Linked DNA regions of Arachis hypogaea: region 2 is linked to region 1. The links are chromatin contacts, called in public Hi-C maps. All regions are on one chromosome and are shown on one strand. The core of a region is the stretch at or near the end of the contact, and the rest is flanking DNA. Distances in the headings are between cores, read along the strand shown.

Region 1 (6,476 bases), core at 1,392-3,891:
CTGTAATTTATTATCTGCCATGTATTTGATAGTTAAAAATGTTTGAGAATTGTCTAATATGTTATCTGCTATGTATTTGATAGTTTAAGCGGTTTGAGCTTCTATTATATACATGTATTCTGTCACAATTATCATGCGCAGTCTAAATGATATCACATTGATGCAATCAAACATCTAAAAATAAATGGTTTATGATAAAAATTCCTCCTTCATAAACCGTGGGAGCTTGCCACGGTTTATGCTTAGCTTTCTCTCTTCGTAAACCGTTAGAGCTTGCCACGGTTTACACACAAACCACAAACACCATAATCCGTGGTAGCTTGCCACGGTTTATGTTAAAATAAAAAACCGTGGTAGCTTCCCACGGTTTACATAGAAGTGTGAAAATGCACATGTACGTAAGGAATTTCTGTTTTGTGTATTTGAGTAAAGCTTTCACCCAATTTATTTATTTAGGTAAATTGCCCTAATAATTATGTGTTGTGGTGCAATTTTTTTCTTTATGTATTACTACTTACTTCTCTTAATTCTCGCTTTCATTCATAAATGAGAAAAAAATAAGATGCACGCTGTGAGATCAATTTACAATCCAATTACTTGATCATCTATGTGATCACCAAGCAACCAAATGTATTCTCTAATTTATAAAATTTAACAAAGACATTGGTAAGCATATTGGTTTCGCATTTATTTATATATTTTATTTATTTATGTTATATTTGTAATTATATTATATCTATTTTTATCAATATATTTTTTTAAAAAAATATCGTTACTGTTAGCACATGGTGTATTAAATAAATTAAATGATAGAAACACGTAACTATTTTCTTTTTCCGTCAAGATTTAGTAAAATATTATAATTTAGACTTGCAATATCAATATATTAATAGTAAAGTGGAAAAAAATGTAATATCATATCAAAGTATTTTTTTTAGATCATAATTGTAATTTATGATTGAAATCATAATTTAAATATTTTAAACGAAAAAATTTTATTTAGAGAATTTTTAATTTAAACATAATTCTTATATACTTAATACCTATATTCGAGTTAATACATTTAATACTATATTTAAAAAATAGGAACAATGCACATCATATTACTTATTTATTAATTAAATTATTACAATTCAAATTAATTTTAATAAAATAATTTAAAATTATAATTTCAATCTTATTACGTGTATAGTACGGGTTATTACACTTTTTCTTATAATTAACCACTTTGCTTATTTGATATGCTTCTAAACTTGATAAATGGTTAAACTAACTTTTATAACTAATAATCACTTGCAAAGGGAGTTGATTCTTTCTACTGTGTCGAATATATTTCAAGCAGGTGAAGCAAAACTAAAGCTTTAAGTCAAGTCATTAGACATTAATATTTTTGGTCAAATATACATTCTCCTAAGGCAATATTACTCAATTATGCTAAAATCCTTTATATGAAAACCCCCAAAAAAGGTTAAAATCCTTTCTGCATTAGATTAGAAGCATATTCAAATTCAAATATACAGTATACCTTTCTTATAATAAAAGAGATGAATCTGGACTGAACAATAGTATAAGTCAAAAAACAATGGTGATAGAAATGTAAGATAACAAGGACAAATTTTTGAGTCACTAGCCGCGCCTAATGGCTATGCTATATGAGTTGGGTTTGGAGGTTCTTGAGAGGACAATTTTGGTGTGATTAAGGTAAACAAGTTGTCTGAGATTTTATCATTTCTCTCTAAGCTCTAGGTAATATGTTGAATGTGAGAGAAAGAGAGTAAGACATACATTATCGTTGAATTATTGAATGTGAGAAGAACGAGAAAGACACAATAATTATGTGTTTTATTTACACATTAGAACTTAGTTGTGTTTTATTTAAACTCTATTTAAAAGTTATTTAATTAAATAAGTGAGCTGACTATTTGACTGTCTAAGTTAGTTCAGAAATTTATATAACCTAAAAGATAGAATTTTGTACATAATTACATGATATACAACCAACCTATTATAACGGATCTTATATTATCCTAGCTTATTTATTCACAAATATTCTAATAATATGCACCAAATAAAAGACGTATACATTTTCAATAGAGTTAAAAGAAATTTTGGTCTTTTGTACCAAATAAAAAAAAAAGTAAAATGAAAGGTGGTCTCTATAATTGCCTTAAATTTTGAATCTTACATATTTTTTATTTGCTATAAATCTCTCTGTAAATTCTTAATATTTAAGCTTTGATACTCAAATTCAAAATAGATAAAATGATAAGAATCGATGTTTTATGAACAGAGAGCACTTCTATGTGAAAAATAACCAACAAAAAGTATCACTGAAAAAAAGAGCTTAGATGTAGAAACCCAACTAAATTTATAGATTAAAAAAACTAAAATATAAAATTACAGAAACCAAAATTAAAATCAATAACAATTAACAACCCTATTGTTTAAACCTTTTCAATATTATGATTTATCCACATCACGAAAATATGTACATGATGAACAAAGGTGGCCTTCACGTAAATACATAAATTAACATGACAAACATTTATCAGTACCAAAGTGGAGGGCACGTTGGTCTACATCATCAATGATCATCAACTATATATATAAACATACACCAGTTTATGAAAATGCATCTTTATTTCTAGTCTCTTAACTCTTTCTAGTTATTTCACTTTCACACCCCGCCAAGTTATGGCAACCATACACTTCAATATCCTTTCTATCTTGCTTCTCATAGTTGCATTCCCTTATACAGAAGCTGATTATAATATTGTTCCAAAAACAACAGAGAAGAAAATAGAGGTGGTGGTGGAATCCATAGTGTACTGTCAAAGTTGTGAGCACCTTGGAACATGGTCATTGAATGGAGCAAAGCCAATTCCTTCAGCAAAAGCAAGTGTAACCTGCAATAGCCATAAGGGTCATGTTAGCTACTACAAGGTCTTTGAGACAGATAAAAATGGTTACCTATATGCACCACTTGAAGGGTTCAAGATGGAGAATTATCTACTTGATCACCCTCTGCACTCTTGTTATGTTAAGCCTATTTGGTCCCCGCTTGAGAGTTGTAACCTTCTCTCAAATTTGAATTATGGTCTGAATGGCGCTTTGCTTCGATTCGAGAACAAGAGATTGCGTGGAAGCAAATATGAGGCAGTTATCTATGCTGCAGGACCCTTGGCTTTCCGTCCCTCTGACTGTGCCCAGGTTCACTACTAGGATCTAGTTGCGGGTTGAAGTTTTGGAGAAGGAATCAAAGAACAAAATAAACGGGGGAAAAGTTTCCTTTACACTTCAAGGCTTCCCTTTCTTCCAAATTCTCCAAAATTAAAACTCAACTCAAAAACACTTTTTTAATGTATCAAACAATTAGTCAATTACCCTTGACCCAAGCATTCATATATGCTTCATCAAGTTTTCTCTTCTCCCACCCCCTCCCCCTCTTCTGTTTTTTCCCTCTTGGTTTATCTTTGCTTGTAATATTCAATATATAAAGTAGAGAGACAGAGACCGAAATAAATCTCAATATTCTATTTGGTGTAAAGTGAAAGATAGAAATTAAAACGAAAATGAAGCTCTAATTTAATTTGTACAAAGGATAAAATTAGAATTAATTAATTAAAATAAAGGTATTTTAGGTATAAAATGTTATTAAAATTTCAATCTTCATCTCTAAAAATTTCAATCCCCTTTGTCCTCACTTTTTGGAGGTATTGAAATACTGAAATTTTGAAGATAGAGACAGAAATTTTAATACCCGTCTCTGAGCCAATAAATATGATACTAAATTTCAGTCTCCCAATCTCTGTCCCATTACTTCAAAACAAACGCTACCTAATTGTTTTATGCCTTTTTATGATGAGTTGAATTGTAATGCTGGTCCAGTCAGTCTTTGGTTTCATTTACATTTCTCACATTGAACTCTAAATTAGTAAATTCATAGGCAATTTGTATAAACCATAAACTTTGTTGGGGAATAAAAAGGACAACAGAAAACTCACATTTGTGTGCCTCCCAAAAATCAAATGCATATTCTTACAACTTATAAATTGTAATCATTGTTAATCAATCACCTTGCACTTAAAAATCCAATGGCATATTAAACATCTTGTTTATGTTGTCCATCGCTTCCTTTGTGTGGATAGTTGGCTCATATAACTCGCATTCCTTTGACTTTCGCGAAAATTTTGGTGGTGGCGCAACTTGTTGCTGCTCCATATCATCATCATCAGCAAGGATTGAAAAGCCATCAAGTTCCTTTCCCCTGTTGATCTCAGGAGCTTTCTCCAGTTTCATTGATCTTTTTTTCCTAACAAAATCCATTGGCTTTCCAAACATGTTATTTATGTCATTCATGGCTTCCTTCATGTTGATTGTAGGGTCCACCAAGCCATGGTGGCAAACATTCTCCACCTCTGGCTCATCCAAGATTGCAGAGCCAACAAATCTGCACACAACTGTATCCTCTCTAAACTTTGATTTATGGGAACTTTCTTCGTCTCTATCACTGGATTTTTCAGAAGGAAGATCCTTGGGATGGGGGAAAACCAAACCATTCGGTTGTGAAGCTGATGAAGTAGAATCTTCATGAGAATTCGCATTTACATCACTGGTCTCAGAGAATCCTTCATCATCAACATATATCTGAAGTAGTTCTTGGGGAGGTTGGCTGGCTTCAGTTCTCTTCTGTGAAGAACCAGTTGGTTTCATTCCATTATCCAAGTTTTCGTCAACAAATACTTCAAACCCATTCTTCATACTACGATCTTCCTTCAACTGATTTCTCTGTGATTTCCGGGGTACTGGGACTGTCTCTAATGGTGCCCGGAACATGCTGTTAATGGCATTCATGGCCTCCTTCATATTTATTGTGGGATCAACCAGTCCATGATGGCATGCATCTTCTGCTTCTGATTTCCCAACAATGGCAGTGTCAACAAATTTAGATACAACTACTGTGTTCTCCCCCAAAACCCTTTTGCATTCATCTTTTCTATTCCTTACATTTCTATCATTGGCATCATTAGCTTCAGAACTCACAACTTGGGGTCCCTTTTGCACACCCTCAACACTGCATGCTCCACTGCTTCCCTCAATATTATTCGCAACAGAAGGGTTGCCTTTTGCAGCCAGAGCTCTTCTGGCACCTCTCACTTCCTGCTTCTGAAGGAGCAGAAGTTAGTTAATTCAATAATTAACTGACAACTTTTCCCGTACTCACTCCAGCCTCAGATACTGATCCAGCATGCAGCCGCCCACCATTAGATAAGATGTAGGGTCTTATCGACATAGTTCTTACAACCAATCGAATGGTGGAGGGATGTATGTTGACCTAGTGTTTGGGGCAAGATGAGAACAGAACATCTCTCAACAAAGTAAAAACTAACAACGATGAAGAAATAAATGAACAGGTAGCCGATAAAATACATTGTTTCTCTTGTTTTTCCTACGTTCCATGCGCTGAAGGAATTGATCATATGATTTCTGCAACTCATCCATAGGCTCTGCAAGGCTGACCCAAAAATAAAGGCAATATGAGGAAAAGCATCACTAGTTTCATCACAATTGCTGATTTTGGGCAAAGAGAAACCACAATAAACATCCATATCAATTATAGCTAATTAATGTGGCAGTAAACAGAGGTTGTGTTACGAGTTAGGATCTTAGAGAGGAAGAGAAAGGCTTGGTAACTAAAGCGGAATCCATTTTTACCCTTTAATTTAAGCCCTTCCCTTCTTTTCCCTCTAAGATTGGAACTCAGAAACACCCTAAATTGAATTTTCAAAGTTCATTGAAAATAATAACTTCAGCATATTCCAATGGGAAACTTATTAGGGTCTTCTAGCTTCTATCCCCATTTCATGGCTAATTATACTTATAGCATCACTTAAAAAAAATAAAAAAGGGAAATAAAGCAAGATGCTGATTACAGCAAATAACTTACTTCTTCACTCCAAGATGGTACATCCTCTCAGCCTCATCATACTTCTTGCTTTTCTCATAGAAAAGTGCATATGCTTGGTAGAATTGACAGCGCTTTGTTCCAATATGATTAGCTTCCATTGTTCTCAAAAGTTCCCCAGGATCATCCACAAAGTCCATCTTCATTATAACAAAAAGGAATACAAAATCACTAATCAATATAACCATCACTCTATCTCAACCTAAAGTAATAAACCCTAAAAAACTAAACTTTTTCAAACCTTAGTTATGCAAAATGGTAAGAGAAAGGGGGTTACCAAGTGAAGCCAAACGCGAAGGTAGCGCATGTCGTTTCTGTAACGGCGATCGAGCTGGAACTTTTGTGCGCATTTCTGCAACAACACTGGTAGCTTTTCCTTGAGGGCTTCAGGGGCAAAACTGTCCTTCATTTTTCGGATACCCCTGCAAACGTTTGTAAGTGAGTGAAGAATTTTATTTTACTTCTTCAAAATCTGAACTGCAGAGAGAAAAAGCGAGAGGGAAGCACCGGA
Region 2 (6,304 bases), core at 1,544-4,043, 320 kb before region 1:
GTGAAGGATTCTCTAGTAAAGAATATTAGAAGACGAATGACTCCCCAGCCCCTGAAAATTAGGGCAGATATTGAAATGAAATGTTTTCAATTTGATGGTGTTCTTCACATCAAGGTCTTAGCCTTTTCTCTTGGCCCTGATTTGCATAAAAAGTTCCCTTTTTCTTTTCAACATCTAGTCATATAGTTTTCATATAACGTGCTATCAAGTAATTTCTGGTTGCCTATTTCCTAAAGTATTCTGAGGCATGGTAATTTATCTAATATGCAGGAGGCCATGAGGAAGGCTGAAGCTGCTGGAAATGATGACTGCCCTGTAAAAATTAAACTTGTTGCGCCCCCACTTTATGTGCTTACCACTCAGACTCTCGACAAGGTTAGTGCAACGTTGACAGAAAGTTTGATATGTTAATTGGCTTTTGACCTGAATTCAGTTAGTGCCTACTAGTGTATGGCTTTGTTTTTTTTTCCTTTTCTTTTTTTTTTTTATTGTGGGTGTTTTGGCACTACAACTCAGTAAGTATAGTTTTTCCACATGTATCAATCATCATTACCACATAATCCTTTCAACTGCATAGAGACAGCTGCTGTCATTAATGGACTCGATCTAGAATATTTTCCTTATTCAGTTCAAAGTTTTTTGAAATTTGTTGCTTTGTTATGTATTCGTTTTAAAGGTTGGAAAATTGTTCATATGACAAGAAAAAAAAGGGAAAGGGGGGGGGGGGGGGGGGCTAAGGCAGAGTTTATGAGTGCAAGAGGGAATTAATTGAAAACATCTTGCATTTACTGAATTTATATGGTGTTCGCTATGGTAAATCCTGTTACCTGCAAAATTAGGATGGAATTGTTTATACAGGAATAACTGTTCTTTCCTACATATCCTTGGAATTAATTAATGAACCTAAAGTGGAAACTAGAGAAAAGTCTGATACAAGCAATTCATATTCCATTCATGTCTCCTGTTTGGGAACTCTGATAACTTAGCTGCTGTTGTAATTTATTAGCCATATTATATTATAGTACACGATACACTATATCATATCATATATGGTCCAATTGAAAGTGATGCTCATTTTGTAATAAACTTAACAGGAGCAAGGGATACAAGTCCTCAATAATGCCATTACTTCTTGCACCGAGTCAATAGAGAAACACAAGGGTAAACTTGTGGTGAAGGAGGCACCTAGAGCGGTGAGTGTCACTCCTCTATATTTATCATCTACATTTGTTTACAACTGTACATATTCTGTCCTCTGATTTCTGTCTATGGAAACTTGAGATTTGACGCTGCATTTTTATGCAGGTGAGCGAACGCGATGATAAATTGCTTGCTGAGCACATGGCAAAACTACGACAAGATAATGAAGAAGTCAGCGGCGACGAGGACAGCGAAGAGGAAGAGGACACAGGAATGGGTGACGTCGATCTGGATAACAACGGCACCGGAATCACAGAGTGACACCAGACTGAAGGTAGAGTGTAAGGCATAGATAGCAAAAGATGGCTTTACTAATTTTTGTCTTTGATTTGATTCTTTTCAAACTGTTTTTATATGCGGTTGTATCATACAAACATGAAATACTATATGTTGAGAGGTTTTGTAATTTGCTATATTACTATGGAGTCTCCGCAAAAGGGTGTTCAACCCAAACTACGGTGTTTTACAGTTACATTAGAAAGTCCATCATCTCTCTTTTAAGACGTTTCTATGCTAATTTCAGTTAATGTTGGCCACCGGTGCTCTCATTGCAAAGCCCACGATTAGATGCACTCGCTTATGATCCACTTGTTTCAAGTTATTTTTAAAATAATGGTTTGCTTTTTGAAGCCCTTTTTGCAAAATTCTTGTATACACATTTTGTTGGAAAATGAATCTTTTCAATTTTTTTTCTCTTAATTGATTTGTCAAATATGTTCTTTCATCATTTAATATTTTTTCATCCATTTTTTCTTGTTTGACTTAGTCTGTAGTTAGAAATTATACTTGGTAAAATAATTGAAAAACAAATTGATAAGATCTATTCTCTGTTTTGTTGTACAATATTCTAGCGTGCGAAGTGCATTGATGGGAAAAAATTATCCCCTCTATGCAAAATTTTACGCGGGTCTTTACTCTTTATGGAGAGCTTATGCGAACTGTATGAGTTTGGTTGTAATAAAATGAATACGTGTGGATGAAATTAACAAAATAAAAAATGACTAAGACTAGATGATTTTTCTTTTAGGTGAATATGAGAGTTGATGATTTGAGTTGTTATTTGTAGAAAGGGAAAAAAAACAGAGAAAAGAAACATTGGCTCATTAAAAAAATTGTTTTTTAATCTGTCCTTGTTGTTAACAAGAACAATTTAGAAGTTGTTAATTCCACCCCTTTATTTCAATTTACGTAGAAAAGGAAAATTAGCTAAGGCAATGTTTTATAAGCTTCAACACAAACAGAATAAGCTATCATATAAAAAATAAAATTTTGATCTAAATCATATCTAACAATGAGTTAAAATTGATTATATGCCGACATAGGATGACAATGTAAATTTCCGAAACCCAGGGTCCATGGATGTGACATTTTAGTATTTTACTATCATGTCCATGGTTGATTGTGACAGAAAACACTAAAACCTGTCATTGTCGGTGAGATGCATGACCTAAAAAATAACTTTCAAGTTTGAAGCATTATAATATGCCGTCATATTGGCAGAAAATGTACAATAGAATCTGTCAAATGCATATTCTAATCTGTCACTACTCTGCAAAATCACGATCTTCTTCTTTCTGTTCTATTCTGCCCCTCTCAAGTTACAACACCAACATAATGTTACTATTATTATTACACTACCTTCCTCGTCATGCAATATCACTCTTCTTTGATCCGTACCCTCAGATTCAACGCTTTATTAGCTCCACCTAAGGATTAAATTTAAAATCAAAGCACAAAGATGCTGGTATGTCATTTTCACCGACTCTCTTTCCACAAGTCTTCATTAGATTCAAGGATTTGAGTTCACACACAAAAAAAAAAAAAAAAAAAACAAAAAAAGAGAAAAAGCTACGTTCTCACAAAAGCCAAATCTTGTTCTCTTCCTAACATCACAAGAATTAGTTGTTTGGATCATCGAAAATGGCGATTCAAGTTGAGGGAGGAATCTTGAAAGAGAGGAAATACCCTTTGGTTTTCGTGATATTGTTGTTGCTCATTAGTGCCGTGGTTCTTCTCTTAACCAACACTGCTTCCACCTTGAATCCAACGAGTTTCTACCCTGATGCCGAAAACCCTCAGCCACTCTCAGAATCAATCACAGAAGAACAAGAGAAGCCGCCCGAAGAACAAAGAATATTGCCTCAGAAAAAGGAGGAGGATGATTTCCGTGACGATTTTGTGGATTCGATTATTCATTGGGAAGTTTGTAAGGGTGGGATTGGGGTGGATTACATGCCATGTTTGGATAACATGAAGGCCATTAAGGCTCTAAGGTCAAGGAGGCACATGGAGCATAGAGAAAGGCACTGTCCTAAATCTAAATTGCACTGTTTGCTGCCACTTCCCAAAGGGTATCGGGTCCCCGTTCCGTGGCCTAAGAGCAGGGACATGGTGAGATTGATACTTTTTGGTAAGAAAAGACATTATGATTCTTAGTGGTTGATTTGACTCTGATTTTGCTGTCTGCATAGAAAATGTTAAAGACTGTTTCATTCTCTTGATATTATCGGTTTTGTTTTTCTTCAAAACCAAAGATGATTTTGTACAACAATTGAAAATTGTTTGTAACTTTAATTTGACAAGTTGATTATTTCTAAAATGGTGAGGTTGATACTTTGAGCAAGAATTTGTGGTTCTTAGTGATTGGCTGATTGCTTGAATGTGATTCTGGTATCTGTATAGAATCCATTTGATTTTTGCAATGATAAAGACTCTTTCTTGATTATGGTCTAAGATTGTGCTTTGCATTATACAGAGTTTCAGAAATTTGACACCATAGTGCTACTTGCCCACTTCCATTTCGGTTTACATTTTCATAAATCCATTGATGAAATTTACTTCTGGTTCTGGTTTTTTTCAGATTTGGTATTATAATGTCCCTCGTACAAAGCTTATTGAATACAAGAAGGAGCAGAATTGGGTGGTGAAGTCTGACAATTATCTCGTCTTTCCCGGAGGTGGTACTCAATTCAAAGATGGAGTTGATCATTATGTTGAGTACATAGAGAAGGTATACCATAGTACTAAATTATCATCTCTTTTTTTTTCCCTCCTCCCTGTTGGACTTTTCTTCTAGAAATAGAGGAATAAACAAAGATTTGAGAGGAGAAGGATATAGGGACCATGATGGAAGATTTTCTTTTGATTTACTTGCACACAGTTGCTTTTGAGAATGAGCCTGTTAGCATAGTAATGGTGTAGTCTAATCCAAGAATCAGAAAATTGAAACTAGGCCACCATAAGATGCGAAATAAAAGGGCAGCTCGGTGCACAAGCATCCCGTATTAATACGGGTCTAAGGAAGCGCTGCACCCAAAAGGTGTAATGTAGGTAGCCAAACTTGATAATGACATCAGTCTCTAAATCTACGGCTTGAACATGTGACCTTGAGGTCAAACGGAGACAACTCAACTGTTTTATTCAATTTATCCACTAATAAGTGTCAAATTGGCAAGATTGGTACATCAAAAAATCAATGCATTCGGAAATAATTGATATACGAATTTGTCAATTTGACACTTGCCAGTCAATGGAGGTTGTATATGGCTAATAATAATCTGATATTGTCTACAGGGCAAGAAGCTCTGAGCTTAAATAATTAGTACCACGCACATGTTCTTGTGATATTAGTATATAGTATTGATTTTGTTAATGTCTCTTTTTTGTGGCAGACATTACCAGCAATTCAGTGGGGCAAGAATATCAGGGTGGTTCTTGATGTTGGTTGCGGCGTTGCTAGCTTTGGTGGCTATCTTCTGGACAAAAATGTTCTTACCATGTCATTCGCACCAAAGGATGAACATGAAGCACAAATACAGTTTGCTTTGGAGCGAGGTATTCCAGCAACCCTGTCTGTCATTGGGACACAGAAGCTGACATTCGCTGATAATGGATTCGATTTGATCCATTGCGCACGATGCAGGGTTCACTGGGATGCAGATGGTACTTCTACCTACTTTTCTTCTTCTATAATTATCTTCCATGTTTCATCTGCTAGGCCGTGTTTGGTAAACGTCTCAAGACAGAAAATTCAGAGACATCGATACAATGGAGATTGAAATTGCTTTGGTTTTCCTCTAAATAAGTCTCGTGTTTGTGTATTTCTATGTTGAGACAATTTCCAAACTAGGCTAAAATTTGATAAAACTGTGTATTCACAAACCTTGCTCATGCCTTCAGGTGGGAAGCCATTATTCGAGCTCAATCGGATTCTTAGACCAGGTGGTTTCTTCGCCTGGTCTGCAACACCTGTTTATCGTGATGATAATGAAAGAGATAAGAAAGTGTGGAAGGGTTAGTCTTTGACTTCACACCTTTCTGTATGCTTCTGTTTTTTGTCATTTTATCTCCTTTTTCTCCATGCCTAGAAAGTAGACTATATTGACAATTATCTCATTTAAATAGGCTAATAAATATTACCACCTTCATTTCAAATTATGGCAATTTGGGTAAAAGGTGGTATATTGAAAAATCAACATATCACCTTACTCAAATGAACAGATATTTTGAAACAAATCGAGTATTATTCGGAGATTCAAGTTTTAATCTTCCGAGCACCTATGTTTTAAGAAATAAAGCATTTTTTTTCTTTTCAAACATGGCATTTTGATTTCATGAAGAATGTTAGAAAACATGCAAAATATTCTTCTAAGAATGGATATTGTTATCCCTTTTTTATTTCTGCAGCCATGGTGAGAGTTACAAAAGCAATGTGCTGGACTGTCGTGGCTAAGACCGTTGATTCAAATGGAATTGGTCTTGTTATTTACCAGAAACCTAACTCATCTTCCTGCTACGACAACCGAAAAGAGAACGATCCTCCAATCTGCAAAAATATGGATACCAAAGATAAACCATGGTAGTTAGCTATATCACCTTTTGGCTTATATATCTTTGACATCTATATCTCTACAAAATTTTGGTTTCTGATAACAACATGACAGAAAGAAATGTACAAACATCATTGCAGCTTTGATATTTTTCTTTTCATGAATTTTGTATAAATATAAATAATTAGACTTATGCGTCGGGTTTCTCCCCGAATCCTGTATAATGCAAGATGCTTGTGCATTGGGCTGCCTTATGCTTAAGCAATTAGACTCTC

What was found. Hi-C and Micro-C count contacts between places; a contact is called where the count stands out from the background.
Region 2: a contact with region 1 is called in a Hi-C map of an unstated tissue, with 3 times the contacts expected there. The contact joins the promoter of LOC112715339 here to the promoter of LOC112715334 in region 1. A contact is called at or near these places in 3 of 8 Hi-C or Micro-C datasets (leaf and an unstated tissue).

The regions. Positions count from the first base shown.
Region 1 is chr10:19,592,463-19,598,938 of arahy.Tifrunner.gnm2.J5K5, reverse strand. It overlaps LOC112715334 (non-classical arabinogalactan protein 30-like), which reads left to right and starts at 2,641. Exons shown (of 1, transcript XM_025767092.3): 1 at 2,641-3,539. The coding sequence starts at 2,695. The coding sequence ends at 3,222. LOC112715332 reads right to left here. Exons shown (of 7, transcript XM_025767090.3): 2 at 6,473-6,476; 3 at 6,243-6,387; 4 at 5,948-6,105; 5 at 5,431-5,515; 6 at 4,077-5,166; 7 at 2,441-2,906. The coding sequence ends at 4,084.
Region 2 is chr10:19,909,959-19,916,262 of arahy.Tifrunner.gnm2.J5K5, reverse strand. LOC112715339 (probable methyltransferase PMT23) reads left to right here and starts at 2,793. Exons shown (of 8, transcript XM_025767097.3): 1 at 2,793-3,591; 2 at 4,061-4,210; 3 at 4,872-5,142; 4 at 5,380-5,493; 5 at 5,887-6,058. The coding sequence starts at 3,121. It overlaps LOC112715340 (eukaryotic translation initiation factor 2 subunit alpha homolog), which reads left to right. Exons shown (of 7, transcript XM_025767098.3): 4 at 1-114; 5 at 271-375; 6 at 1,095-1,193; 7 at 1,306-1,703. The coding sequence ends at 1,461.